Regions from separate parts of the Sus scrofa genome. Here region 1 is linked to region 2. Evidence: chromatin contacts called from public promoter capture Hi-C data. All regions are on one chromosome and are shown on one strand. The core of a region is the stretch at or near the end of the contact, and the rest is flanking DNA. Distances in the headings are between cores, read along the strand shown. Region 1 holds the start of MALSU1 (mitochondrial assembly of ribosomal large subunit protein 1). Region 2 holds the start of TRA2A (transformer 2 alpha homolog).

Region 1 (6,213 bases), core at 46-2,545, 240 kb after region 2:
GGGTGCTCAGGTCAGACAGCCACCACACATCCTTTCCTATTAGCACATGCAAATAGAACTATTAGCAACAACAGCTTTCCGTTCTAGTGCTTGATGAAATGAGGTATACAGTTCAAGCAGAGAACTGCTATACAAAGAGAGAAAAACAGGAGCACAATTTGGGGAGGTGGTAGTATCTTGGGGCATCTTAAATTGAATCTCAGCCATAAAGGGTCACAGAACTAGAACTGTGAACAGGAAGGGCTCTTAGGTAGTAGTATCTGGTCCATAACCTTCATTTGAGAGAGAAACTGAGACCTAGCAGAGTACGTTTGTGGCCCCAAATCCATCAATGATCAGAGAGTTAAAATTTTAAGAACAATTCTCATTTTCAACTCTTAAGTTTTTCTTACAATGCCATTTGGGTTATGTAACAACTGATACGGTGAAAACCTTTTTTTTTTTTTTTTTTCTTTTTCTGTAGAGATTTAGATATTCTGTTTTTCACCTTGGAGAATTAGAGCCTGTGGATTTATAGCTCTCTTAAATTCTAAAGCTGACTCCCAAAGACCTAGGGGCTAAGTCCACCAAGATCTCTCCCTCTCATACTCTGGTCTTTCACAGATGTGATACGTTTACCATCTCTCAAGTTTCTAAAAACTTCTAATAATTACAGGATCTTAAATTAGCTCCATCTTAGCGCTTCTTACGCACCCCTCAGCCTCTAGCCCCTAGCTCTTCCTAAAAATCCTCACGCCCCAATACTCTCGACAAGTCCATTTCTCAGAACCCTAGGAAGGATGTAAAGGGGGATGAGAACAGCTACGTTGTGTGGCCAAGGGTCCGGGGGCGCCTGGGGTTTGCGAGACTTCAGTTCACCTCTTGGCCTCACTGCAAAATGCAAAGGTGGCGCCGACAACCTTTGTAGTCCCTTCCAGCTCTGCTCTGTAGTTTTGTGACCCAAAAGAAACGCATAAAGAGGGAAACCAGAGCCTCCTCGCCTGGAACACGGCTCCCTCCTCCTAGCCCGTACCTGCAGGGCCTGACTCCGGGCGCCCCTCGCCGGCTGTCCCCTGGATTCGCTCCTCCAGGCCCGGCACCCCGTGCAGGCCACGCTTGCGGCCAGGGGCCGAGCAGGCATGGCCGAGCGCTGGTCTCGCCGGAAGCTGTCCCACCGCCAGCTGCTGAAACCGGGGCCCCACGCTAACCGCAGGCCAGGCTCCAGGGTAAAGGGCCCGGCGCCAGAGAAGCGACCCGACCCGCCGCGCCAAGCTGCCGCCGGGCCACATCGCCGTCAAAGTGCGTCGACTCACCAGGCGGGGCTTAAGGGGGCTCTAGCGGGTCTGTGGCTTTCGATTGGCCAGGTCAGTGAGCCAGGGCCGGGAAAATAGACGTCATGAGCGTGGGTGTGGCCAGTGCCAGAAGGTGGGGCAGTGGGCGGAGTATGAAACCCAAGCGGGCGGAGGTCAGAGACCCGGAAGAATTTACTTAAGATTCGGTTTCTCAGGAGTCAAGAGACTCGTATTTCACTACTCACCTTACTTTGCCCTGCACAATAATGATGCACTGTGTCGTCCTTGTATTGTTTGTTTTTGTTGTTTTTTTTGACATCTCCGTTCATTAGAATGTAAACTGCGTGAAAGGAGAAATTTTTATTTTGTTTTTAACTGTTCGCTCACAGCGCGTAAAGCTTAAAGTACAGAAATTGCTGCTCTTGGTTAGTAAGGAATTAGGATTACCCCATTACCAAAAATGTTACCGAGATTCCCTTGCAAATTTGAAAGTCCATGAGGAAAATCAATTATTTTTGGCTACGATTGGGTAGGAGGCAGAGGTGTAAAAGACCATTTGGAAAACGTTCTAAGTAAGTCAGCCCTTCAGGTACACTCCCCGAAAGGAATTATGGCAATGAACTGCACTGTGGGGCCCACCTCGGTGAGAATAAGGAATACTGAGTTGCCCTTACAGTATTGAATCATAGGAGTTGAGAGGTGAAAGAGACCCAGGAAGGAAGAGTCACTGGCCTCGGGGCAAAATGGAACCACCTATTTCTAAAGTCCAGCTGGATCACTCCTGAAAGGAAGAGGCAAGTAGAAGGCAAATATCTCAAATGCCTAGAACAGTTCCAAGCACATAGTGGGTATTCCAGAGGCTTGATACATTATTTCTTTTAAAGAAATAATTCCAAGCATTACTTTTTAAAATTAAAAACTACAGAAACTAATATAAGCAACTGTGTGCACCACCACAAATATTGACAGTTGTCTCAAGTTATTTTTGAAAACAGGAAGAATAAAGTGCTAGAAAGTTGTTTCATCCTCTTTACTTCCATTTCCCCATAGGCATGGGTATGAACATGCTTCCCCCAGCATTTGCATTAGGTGTGTTTCCACTCTTTTATCTGAGCATCCCAAACCTGCTTTACCACTTGTATTTGCTGTCTCGTTTAATGGGTCATTGTCCCCCAAATTCACTGCATAATTTCCCTGAAACAACTATTCCATCATCAAATGCTGCTTATGCTACCTCTGAAATATTTTTTGAATCCAACTTATTGTCTTCATTCCCACTAACCTTCTTGGTCTGAGCCCTCAGTAGCGGTTGGCTAATTGCTGAGATAGCCTCCCACCTGTCTCTATTGTCACCAATCCATCTTTACTCTTTCTATCCTCCATGCTGACAGCTAGAATTATTTTAGCCTTATCTGCTTTTTGCTGTTTTCCAAACACACCATAACCTTTCTATGCTGAGCTTTGCACATAATATTCCACTTCATTTTTTTCTAGAATGCCCTTCTTCCATCTTTACACCTGACAAACTTAGACTCACTCTGTAAGACCTACCTTAAACATGAAGATATGTCCCCTGACTCTCTCGGGTGGTCCTTCAGAAACACTTCATCCCTTTGTTCATAAATGTCTTTACCACATTTACCATGTTTGAAAGGATGAGAACCTACGGGAAAAGACTTAGATTTATTTCCAGCTCTTCTGTTTACTAGCAGTGTACAATTAAAGTTACTTAATCTTCCTGAGACTTTAAGAGCTTCCTACCTGTAAAATGGGAATTATAATGTTTTCTTATAGAGTTGTCTTGAAACATGAAATAAAATAATAAATATAGGAGTTCTCACTGTTGCACAGTGGGTTAAGGATCCAACATTGTGCCAGCTGTGGCATAGGTGGTGGCTGTAGCTTGGATTTGATCCCTGTCCTGGGGACTTCCATATGCTGAAGGAGTGGTTGAAAAAGAAAAAAAGAAAAATACAAATTACACACCACAGTGCTTTGTGTGTAGTAATCATATGGAAATTGGTATATCGTTTGTTTATAAATAGGCATCATGAGGAGGGAAATGCCTTGAACCCACAATTCTGATAAAGCCTAGCCAAAAAAAAAAAAAAAAGATAGACCACCAAGAACAAACATATGTTCAAAGTTAGACTCAGGAACTTGCTGCAGAGGGAGACTGCAGACTGTGGGGGACAAAGAAGCATCCCAGAGGGAGTAGGAGGGACTTTGGATAGGTCTTCCGCTTCTGCAGCATATGGAAGTTCCTAGGCTTGAGTTAGAATGGAGCTGCAGCTGCAGGCCTACAGCACAGCCATAGAAACATGGGATCCGAGCCCTCTCTATGATCCACACCAGAGCTCCCAGCAACACTGGATCTTTAATCCACTGAGCGAGGTCAGGAATTGAACCTATGTCCTCATGGATACTAGTCAGATTCGTTTTCACTGAGCCACAACAGGAACCCCAGAGGTTCTGCTTCTGCAGAATGGGTCTAAGGAGAGCCCAGAGGAAGTGGTGACAGCTCTGGATTAGATGCTGGCCTGAAGCAGGGACAGTTTAACAATTGCATATCTCATTACACTTTATTCAGGAGGTTGATCTTTGTCCAACTCTGGGACAAAATGTGTCACAGTCTGGGGAACACCTGGAAGTAAAAAGCTATTGATTTCTCACAGGGTTGATGCCCTCACCATGGCATTCACCTCACCTGGAATGTCACCCCACAGTCCCTTCAAAGTGCATAGCTTTAGGGGTTGTCATTCCCTCAAGTCCAATCTGAAAGGGGTCCCCTGAAGTTGGACTATGTAGGGCTCTGTACCCATTCTCCTCTTCTTCCTCAAGACCCAGGTCTGTTGAAATATTACCTCTTTTCAGAGCCTTCTCCAACTCCTACAGAATTGCTGATGAAACCCCACAGCATTTTGGACTTTCAAATACAAATATATAATACTGGTGACATTTACTCTAATCATCATCTCTCCTTCTGTCTGGAAGCTCCTGGGAAGCAGAGACAACACACCTTTCCCTCCCCCACCCTAGCCCAGCACCTGGCACTGGAATGTTGGTTGGTTTAAACCTTGGTGATGGAGTTCCCTTTGTGGCTCAGTGGTAACAAACCTAACTAGTATCCATGAAGTTGCGGGTTCCATCCCTGGCCCCGCTCAGAGGGTTAAGGAGCCGGCATTTCCTTGAGCTGTGGTGTAGGTCGCAGACGTGGCTTGCATCTGGCATTGCCATGGCTGTGGCTCCAATTTGACCCCTAGCCTGGGAACTTCCGGATGCCAACAGGTGCAGCCCTAAATTTTTTTTTTTTAATTTTTAAAAAGCAAAAAAATAAATAAACCTTGGTGAGGGTCCTTGGGGAGGTCGTGAATTACAAGTCTACTTAGAATGATCATTTGTGTGCAAACTGCACCTCCATGCATCAGTGTGAGAAGAAAGTACACTCTTCATTGTAAAAGTGAGGGCAAGGAGGTCTGGTAGCCTTTAGGTTCCTGCCAATTCCTGTCGACTGTGGGAGGAATCGTAGCCTGGCTGCCTGCCAGCACCCAGTAATCTGGGGGAACAATGTGGGTGCTGAGAGGCTCAGCTCTGGATTGAGCAATGGTTCTGAAATCTGAGCAAACAATGCTGCCTACCGAAAGTGGTGGTAGGGAGCCTGAGCCTACAATTTGGCCCAACAAACAGGCTCGCTGGAGAAATGGTGGAGGAAATTCTTCCCACATAGGGGCCTTCTATGTGAGAGGCCCCTGCGGTGCTCTGGGATGCCCTCAAACCACAGGCTCCATGCTTTCTGGGAATCCGACAATTCATCATAGAGCAGGTCTCAATGCCCCCCTCAGGGTTGGACTCCCTGTACTTACAGCATGAACAGCATGACTGACAAACCAAGAGAAAACATCTGAGTGCAGACTCTGTGCTTCTTGGGGGGCTTGGAGTGAAGAGAGACAATGCTTTGCCCCTAGGGTTATGAAACAATGAGGCCCTTCACTGAACTTCTACTTCAAAAGATTTTCTTTCTTCCAATTAGAAGATCTACAAAGAGGGGGACAAAATCATTTTTAAACAGAAACATACACGTTTAGCATACCTAGAATTATTATTATTATTATTATTATTATTTTTTGTCTTTTTGCTATTTCTCGGGCTGCTCCCGCGGCGTATGGAGTTTTCCTAGGCTAGGGGTCTAATCGGAGCTGTAGCTGCCAGCCTATGCCAGAGCCACAGCAACGTGGGATCCGAGCCACGTCTGCAACCTACACCACAGCTCACGGCAACGCCGGATCGTTAACCCACTGAGCAAGGGCAGGGACCGAACCCGCAACCTCATGGTTCCTAGTCGGATTCGTTAACCACTGCGCCACGACGGGAACTCCAGCATACCTAGAATTAATTAGATATATAAAAGAGTTGATTTTAATTCTAGCCGTTCCTTATTCATGATCTCCTGAGGGCAGAAACAGTAAAACGAGAATGGAAATCTGAGAAAAAGAATGAAACTTAACAAGGCAGGGATGTTCACCGACAGGTACAATTGCCCAGTTGTAGAATGAGCTGCCCTGTGAGGTTTGGAAGGGTAGCTGAGCTGGAGAGAAGTGGTCCTCACCCTTTTTTTTTTTTTTTTTTTCTGGCTGTGCTCGTGACATAGAGAAGTTCCCAGGTCAGGGACTGAACCCACTGCAGCAGCCACCTGAGCCACAGCAGTGATAACACCAGATCCTTACTGGCTAGGCCACCAGATCCTTACTGGCTAGGCCACCAGATCCTTACTGGCTAGGCCACTATTCTATTTTTTTATAACAGAAAAAATAGAAATCATTAAAAAAATTGTGGCTCTTTGGAGTTCCTGTTGTGGCCCAGTGGTTAACAAGTCTAAGAACTATGAGGTTGCGGGTTCTATCCCTGGCCTTGCTTAGTGGGTTAAGGATCTGGTGTTGCTGTG
Region 2 (6,773 bases), core at 2,222-4,721:
AATTTTACAGTGGAGAAATCCACCAAATGCTACTTGATAGAAAGTGATTGAGGTTAACATCACTAGTAATGAGACATATTGACATCACGTACCTTCTTCATATACCATGCGTTAAGATGAATGCAACATCACTTCTGTGATCCTTGCCAGTATGCATAACTTTAATCAGGAGAAAAAAACATCAGACCAATCTGAGGTATATCTACAAAACATCTAGCCAGTATTCGAAATATTCAAGGTCATAAAAGACAATGACTGAAGATGAAAGACAAAGACTGAGAAATTATCCAGATTAAAGGCAGATGACAATTAAATGCAATGTGTAATCCTGGACTAGATCCTAGCCCAGGAAGGGTTATTAGAGGGATGATTGATGAAATTTGAACAAAGTCTGCAGATTAGTTAATAGTATGTCAATTTCCCATCTTGATGATAATACCCATGGTTAAGTAAGACTTTAACACTTGGAGAAGCTTAGTGAAAAGAATTACCTTTTTTTTTTTTTTTTTTTTTTTCTTTTGGCCACAGTGTGCAGAGACTTGATATGCGATCTCAGTTCCCAGACCAGGGACTGAACTCAGTCCGCATTGGCAAAACCACTGAGACCTAACCACTCACAAGACGACCAGGGCTCTCCCTGAAGAGAACTCTGTGTGCTACTTTTACAACTTTTTTTTTTATGAGATCGAAATTATTTCAAAATGAGTAGATAAAAACAGAACTTGTCCATTCAAATAATAATCCTTTAAAATACTGTCTCTGAGATTATATTTATTTTAAAACTGTAAAAAAGTTTACTTTTCTTCTTCTGAAAGTGCTTTCCATATGAGTTTAATATAACACAAGAAAAGTAGTTTCTTGCAATATATTTTTTTAAAAGCTATCATGGAAAATTTCAAACACACAAAAGAGTTAAGAGGATAACCCTTTTGCTTCCATTATGGATAGTTATGTACTGATTACCCAATTTTAACACTTATATCTTCCCCATATTCACAATATTTATTTGAGTTTTCTTTTGGAATAATTTAAATTCTAGATATGTCATTTCATGGTAAAGATTTTTCTCTTTAATTATAGCCAGCACATTATCACACGAAATAATATTAATTCCTGAATATCATCAAATTCCCAGACTTAATGCAAATTTTGCTGTCTTAAAACAGTTGGTTTGAATCAAGACTATGAGGTACATATTATGTTTCTTACGACTCTTTAGTCTTTGATAGCCCACTTTCCCCTTACATTCTTGTTGTTAAATTTATTTAATTTGTTGGGGGAAATTAGGTTACTTGTCCTATGAAAACTGATTCATTATTGGTGTTTTGGTGGGGTTTTTTAAAAAACTTTTTTTTTTTTTTTTTTTTTTTTTAGGGCTTCACCCCTGGCATATGGAAATGCCCAGGCTAGAACAGCAGCCGCCAGCCTACACCACAGCCACCACAATGTGGATCCGTCTGCCACCCACACCAGAGCACACAGCAATTCGGAATCCTTAACCTGTTGAGCAAGGTCAGAGAGCAAACTCAAGTCCTTCTGGATACTAGTTGGTTTTGTTACTCTTGAGCTCCAACGGAAACTCCTAAACTTATTTTTCTATTCCCTACATTTCCTGTAAACTGTTGTTTGATCTAATGCTTAATTAGATCTGAGTATAGATCTGATATTCTAATGCTTAATTATATCTGAGTGATATTCAGTTTGGAGGAATTACGAATACTTACAGAAGGTGCTGTGTAGTTCTGATTATATCACATCAAGTATATCATGTATGATTATCTCATTTAATGGTGCTAAGATTTATTGGGAGGTTCAAATAGTATCTACCTGATTCCCTCATTATAAATTTCATCATCTTTTTAAAAGGTGGATGTTATAAATGTTTAGCTCTATTAATAGCAGACACAGTCAAATCTAGAAATCTTGCCCAATGGCAGTGATCTTCATGAAAATGTTCAATTACCTTTCCTAACATAGAACTGTGGTTGAAGGTTCACATCAACTTTTTCATCCCAAAGTGTTATGACGGTAGTTTCCTTGAGGCCTAGAGGATTAATGATCACTGGCTGTCACTGCAATGGCTCAGCTCACTGCTGTCGGAGGTTCCATTCCTGACCCAGGAATTTTCAAATGCATGGGTGAACAAAACAAAATACTATGGGAAAAAGGGAGTACTTAATGTGGCTCAGTGGATTAAGGATCCCACATTGTCTCTGTGCAGATGTGAGTTTGGTCCCTGGCTTCACTCGGTGGGTTAAGGATTCTGTCTAGGTAGCAGCTGCTGATGTTGCTGTTGCTGTGGAGTAACCTCAGCAGCAGCTCCAATTCCACCCCTGGCCTGGGAACTTCCATATACCACATGTTAAAAAATATATAAAAATATATATGGGAAAAAGATTTTTAAGAGGAAACATTTTAAAATTGCAAGATATGAATAAAGCTCAAAGTCACTTCAGAAATTACCATGATTGGGAACCAAGTGGTTAGATCTGACAGAGGTCTTAGCTATGCCGATATAAGGAAATATATAAGTCAAAAAATAGTAGTAGATAACTAAGCAATATTTAAAAAAATAAAATTGACAGTTTTCTCAGGAAGGCAGGGAGCAGAGAGGTAAAGAACTGTGACTTTTCATTATAATCCAATTTATGCATGTATCACTGTAATGGAATTATATAGGGCAAATGGTGAAGAAAAGAGTGTTGAAAAGATCCCAAATAAAAGCCTACTCATTATGCAGACGATTTCTTTTTTTTTTTTTTTTTGGTCTTCTTATCTTTCTAGGGCCAGACCCTCGGCATACGGAGGTTCCCAGGCTAGGGATCTAATCCGAGCTGTAACCCTCAGGCCTACGCCACAGCCACGGCCAAATCCGAGCGGCATCTGCGACAAACACCACGGCTCACCGCAACTCCGGATCCTTGACCCGCTAAGCAAGTCCACGGATCAAACCCGCAACCTCATGCTTCCTAGTCGGATTCGTTTCCACTGCGCTATGATGGGAACTCCCCTATTTTCTGATCCATCAGAATTCTCTTGGAAAATATATAAATGCGACAAGGTCAAAAAAAGTTCATCTGGTGACTTCAAAATCTTCAAAAGTACTGATGCGTTAGAAAGGAGTCTGAAGTTTAGATGTCTGGGGGGGTCCTCTGGTCCAACGCGCTAAGGGTCGGGGCTCCAGGGGCGGTATTGCTAGGCGGGTCCTCCGTAAAGCCTCTCTGGGGGCGGGGCCTCTTGACGTCACAGAGAAGCCCCGCCCCCTCACGTCGCGCACCGGGGAAGCCAGAAGGTTTCTGGCGGCGCGGGCGCCATTTTGCCGGAGCCTGCGACCGAGTGGGAGTGGAGTCGAGCGACGGCTGTTGCCGACTCTTTCCTCCTCCCCACAGTCGAGTCAGCGGGTTGATTAGTCCATCGGCCCTCAAGCCGAGACTTGTCTCTTACTTAGTTCTGGGGAGCGCCTGGCCGACATGAGTGATGTAGAGGAGAACAACTTCGAGGGCAGAGTGAGTACAAAGCCGCGGGAGCCGTCTTCGGCGGCGGCCCGATGCTCGGGGTTTCACGGGGACAAGCGCGGTCGGGCGTGGTTGCGGGGAGCCTTGTGGGGGCCCGCGGGGAGCAGCCTCTGGAGCCATCGCGGTCGCTTCCTCACATCCCAAGATGGCTTCTGGGTTCCACTCTTGCCCCAAACACCACGGCTAACCCCCTTACCCCGCTTTTTGGAGACTGACTGATAACCTGGACTCCTGTGTCCGATTTCCCCCCGCGGTGCGTTCTCCCATTTCCCCACCCCGAGGCTTCCTTATCTCTGTTCCGAGATGTGGGTCCCCGTCGCGGTGGGGCGGGAGGAGACGGCAGGGAGTTCCCCTCCGACCGGATAGTGGTAGGTGCTTCCTGCGGTGGCATTGCTGGCGACCCCGAGCATCGTAGAGGGTCTCGGGATCGAAAGTGCGCGGGGCTGCTGTCCGGGCGGGGAGAAGCTGGCGTGGGACTAGCTGGGGCCTGTGTCTCCTTGGCTCTCTATTGCAGTGAGCGGCCGCGTCTCTGTTGGAACCGGCGGCGTTGCGTCTATAAAGGCGAAAGCCTTGAGGTTGAAGGTGGGACGAGCCTAATGAAGTGGTTAGTCAACGACCGCACCGACCCTTAAGCGTTCTTAAGACGAGAGCTGTGAGGGGAAAACTACGCAAGGAGCCCTTTTTCCCTTAATGTCCCTTCTGCTTTCCTTTCACTGCACAATGAATGTGAAAATGCTATAATGCCTTTTCTGATTCCTTGATGTTGGGTTTTTTCTTCTTTCTCTATATCTCAACTTCAAATGCTTTTTCTTCCTATGACCTTTCGTCTAAACACTGACCACTACTTGACAGGTTTTGACGGTAAAAAGCAAAAGAGGGAATCTTTTGTCTTAATCTTACATAACCGAACAAATTTCATGGCTCAGTATTTTTGCAATAGTGTATGCTATCCTCTCAGCTCAAAAGGATACCTTCAAAGTACAGACCCTCTCCCATTTCCCTTCTCAGCCCATCCTCCAGCAAAGAGGGATCAAAGTTTTTCATTATTTTGGGTCGGTAAATATAAACATCACAAAGATAGGTTATCTTCAGCTTAAATGTACTGAACATTTAGCGATGATTGGGTTAAATTTCCGAAGTAACTTTCTTAGTGAAAATTGATGGAAGTGAATTAGTGTAAGACTCGGAAAAGAAAGTCCTCAGGCAGCATTTTTCTGCTCTTGTGTTGGTATTCTGGTTACTAGGGGAAACGCAAAAAGAAAGAAAGAAAACAAAAAACACTTAAGGTGTGTGGATGGAATGAGTTTTGTCTTTTTTTAGAAACTCATAAGATAAGCATCTGGAACCAGACAGTTAAATCAGAGGGTCGATTTAGGCTTTTGTTCTTTTTGAGATTGGAAACCAAAAAAAGTTATCTTTAATGCCTTTAAGATTGGGTTTCTCTAGGTCATATTTCTGGGTCATAGATAGAAAGGAATAGTTGAGCTTACTGAATTTTTTAGAATGGGTGGTATTGATTATCCCAACAAAACTTTTTAAAAATCACGTAATGATATTTGGGGATAGTTGTGAGCTGCTTCTTGTTTTGAAAATGTTAGGTGGCTATGGAAGAAATTTTGCTGCCTCTTAAATTAACTTCACTATAATCTCGAGAAGTTGGTATTTGTTTTGGTTTGTGGAGAAGTGAAGAGGACTACTATCTGAGACCTTGTTTTCCTTTATTTTTTTAAAATTTTATTTAGTCATCAGGTTAAGGAAGGAGCAAGTTCTTGATGATTGTTACCTTACCCATCCAAGAAAGTAATACATGTAAGGTTCCCACCCAATTTTAACCTAAAATGCATGGCACTTAATTTCTTTTAATAGAGAAAAAGTTTTTGCCTTCTTTTTCCTCCCCTTTTACAACGTTTGTGGTTATAGAAAAAATTTTTCCCCACACGTGATACCCAGGTATGAAATGAACCAAATTGAGTAATGAATAGGTTCACCTGTTACTTATATTACTTTTTTGTAGGTTGAGGTAATTGTCTTTATTCATAATTGGTTGAAGAATTAGAAGAATGCTAGAAACTTTTCTGAGTGTGTACCTTTTTTTGATTCTCAAGGCAATTTCATATTCACCAATGCTTTTAGTTTTTAAATTACAGTGATCTTTTATCTGCTAACCACAAACCAGCAGTTTAGAAAGATTTTATAAAATATGTTTAACTGATTTACTGTGCTGTACACTTGAAATTCACACAACTTTCTAAATCAACTATAGTCCAATAAAATTTATTTAAATTTTTTTAAAAAGGTTTTATAGAATACATTTGTTGTATTTTTGTACCTAAATGTAATAACCGGAGTTCCTGTTGTGACTTAGCGGTAACCAATCTGACAAGTATCCATGAGGACCGGGATTTGATCCTTGGCCCTACTCAGTGGGTTAAAGATCCAGCGTTGCCACAAGCTGTGTGTAGGTCTCAGACACTGCTTGGGTCCCACGTTGCTGTGACTGTGGCATGGGCCAGCAGCTGCAATTCTGATTCAACCCCTAGCCTGGGAATTTCCATGTGCTGTGAGGGTGGCCCTAAACTAAATAAATAAATAGTAAATGTTATAACCTTTCAGAGAGGCTCAAAAAAGTGTTTTCAGATGATCTTTCCGAAGTGTTTTAAGTAGTTGTTGTATCTCAAACTTTTTGACTGAAATAGAGAATTGACTAAAATTGATGGGTCAGTATTCAGATTTCATTTGCTAAGTGTACAGAGTCAATATTAATAGTGCATATTAACTCTATCTTATTGAAAAGATTCTTAAAATTAGAGGATAACTTTCTAGAGACTGGAAACACATGGAAGAAATAGGACTGTTTACAAGTACCAGTCCGTTGCTCATTTCATACATACACTATGCTGTATATTTTTGGTTACTTTTTTGAAAAGAGTACACTGCACTTCAGTGTCTCAGAGCAGTTATGGAGTTTGCTAAAAACAGCTACAGGAGCTTGCTTTTCCATTATAGATTAATATCTCTTGCATTTTAAAGGACTAGAATAAAAGACCTTTAGGAAAGAAAATATAATTGACTAAATTTTGTCGTAAGTAACACTGACAGTTAACCAACAAAATTGCCTTCTACTCGAGGTAAAACTTTTGAGCATCTGCTGCCTTTTTAGTAAAAGCCAGGTGTTCTTAAGGGAAAGAGAACTTGGAGTCTGATTTGAGATGACTGACAGCTCATATCTGGGTAAAAGTAAGTATATGATGAAGTGGT

What was found. Promoter capture Hi-C pulls out the DNA fragments that hold promoters and counts their contacts.
Region 1: a promoter capture Hi-C map of fetal liver shows a contact between it and region 2, with 2.4 times the contacts expected there. The contact joins the promoter of MALSU1 here to the promoter of TRA2A in region 2. A contact is called at or near these places in 2 of 5 promoter capture datasets (fetal liver and liver), 1 of 47 Hi-C or Micro-C datasets (alveolar macrophages) and 2 of 2 datasets of contacts at active chromatin or transcription factors (alveolar macrophages and skeletal muscle).

What each region holds. Positions count from the first base shown.
Region 1 is chr9:92,083,491-92,089,703 of Sscrofa11.1, reverse strand. MALSU1 (mitochondrial assembly of ribosomal large subunit protein 1) reads right to left here and starts at 1,295. Exons shown (of 4, transcript XM_021063453.1): 1 at 1,013-1,295. The coding sequence starts at 1,268.
Region 2 is chr9:92,320,283-92,327,055 of Sscrofa11.1, reverse strand. TRA2A (transformer 2 alpha homolog) reads left to right here and starts at 3,471. Exons shown (of 8, transcript NM_001077223.1): 1 at 3,471-3,506. The coding sequence starts at 3,471.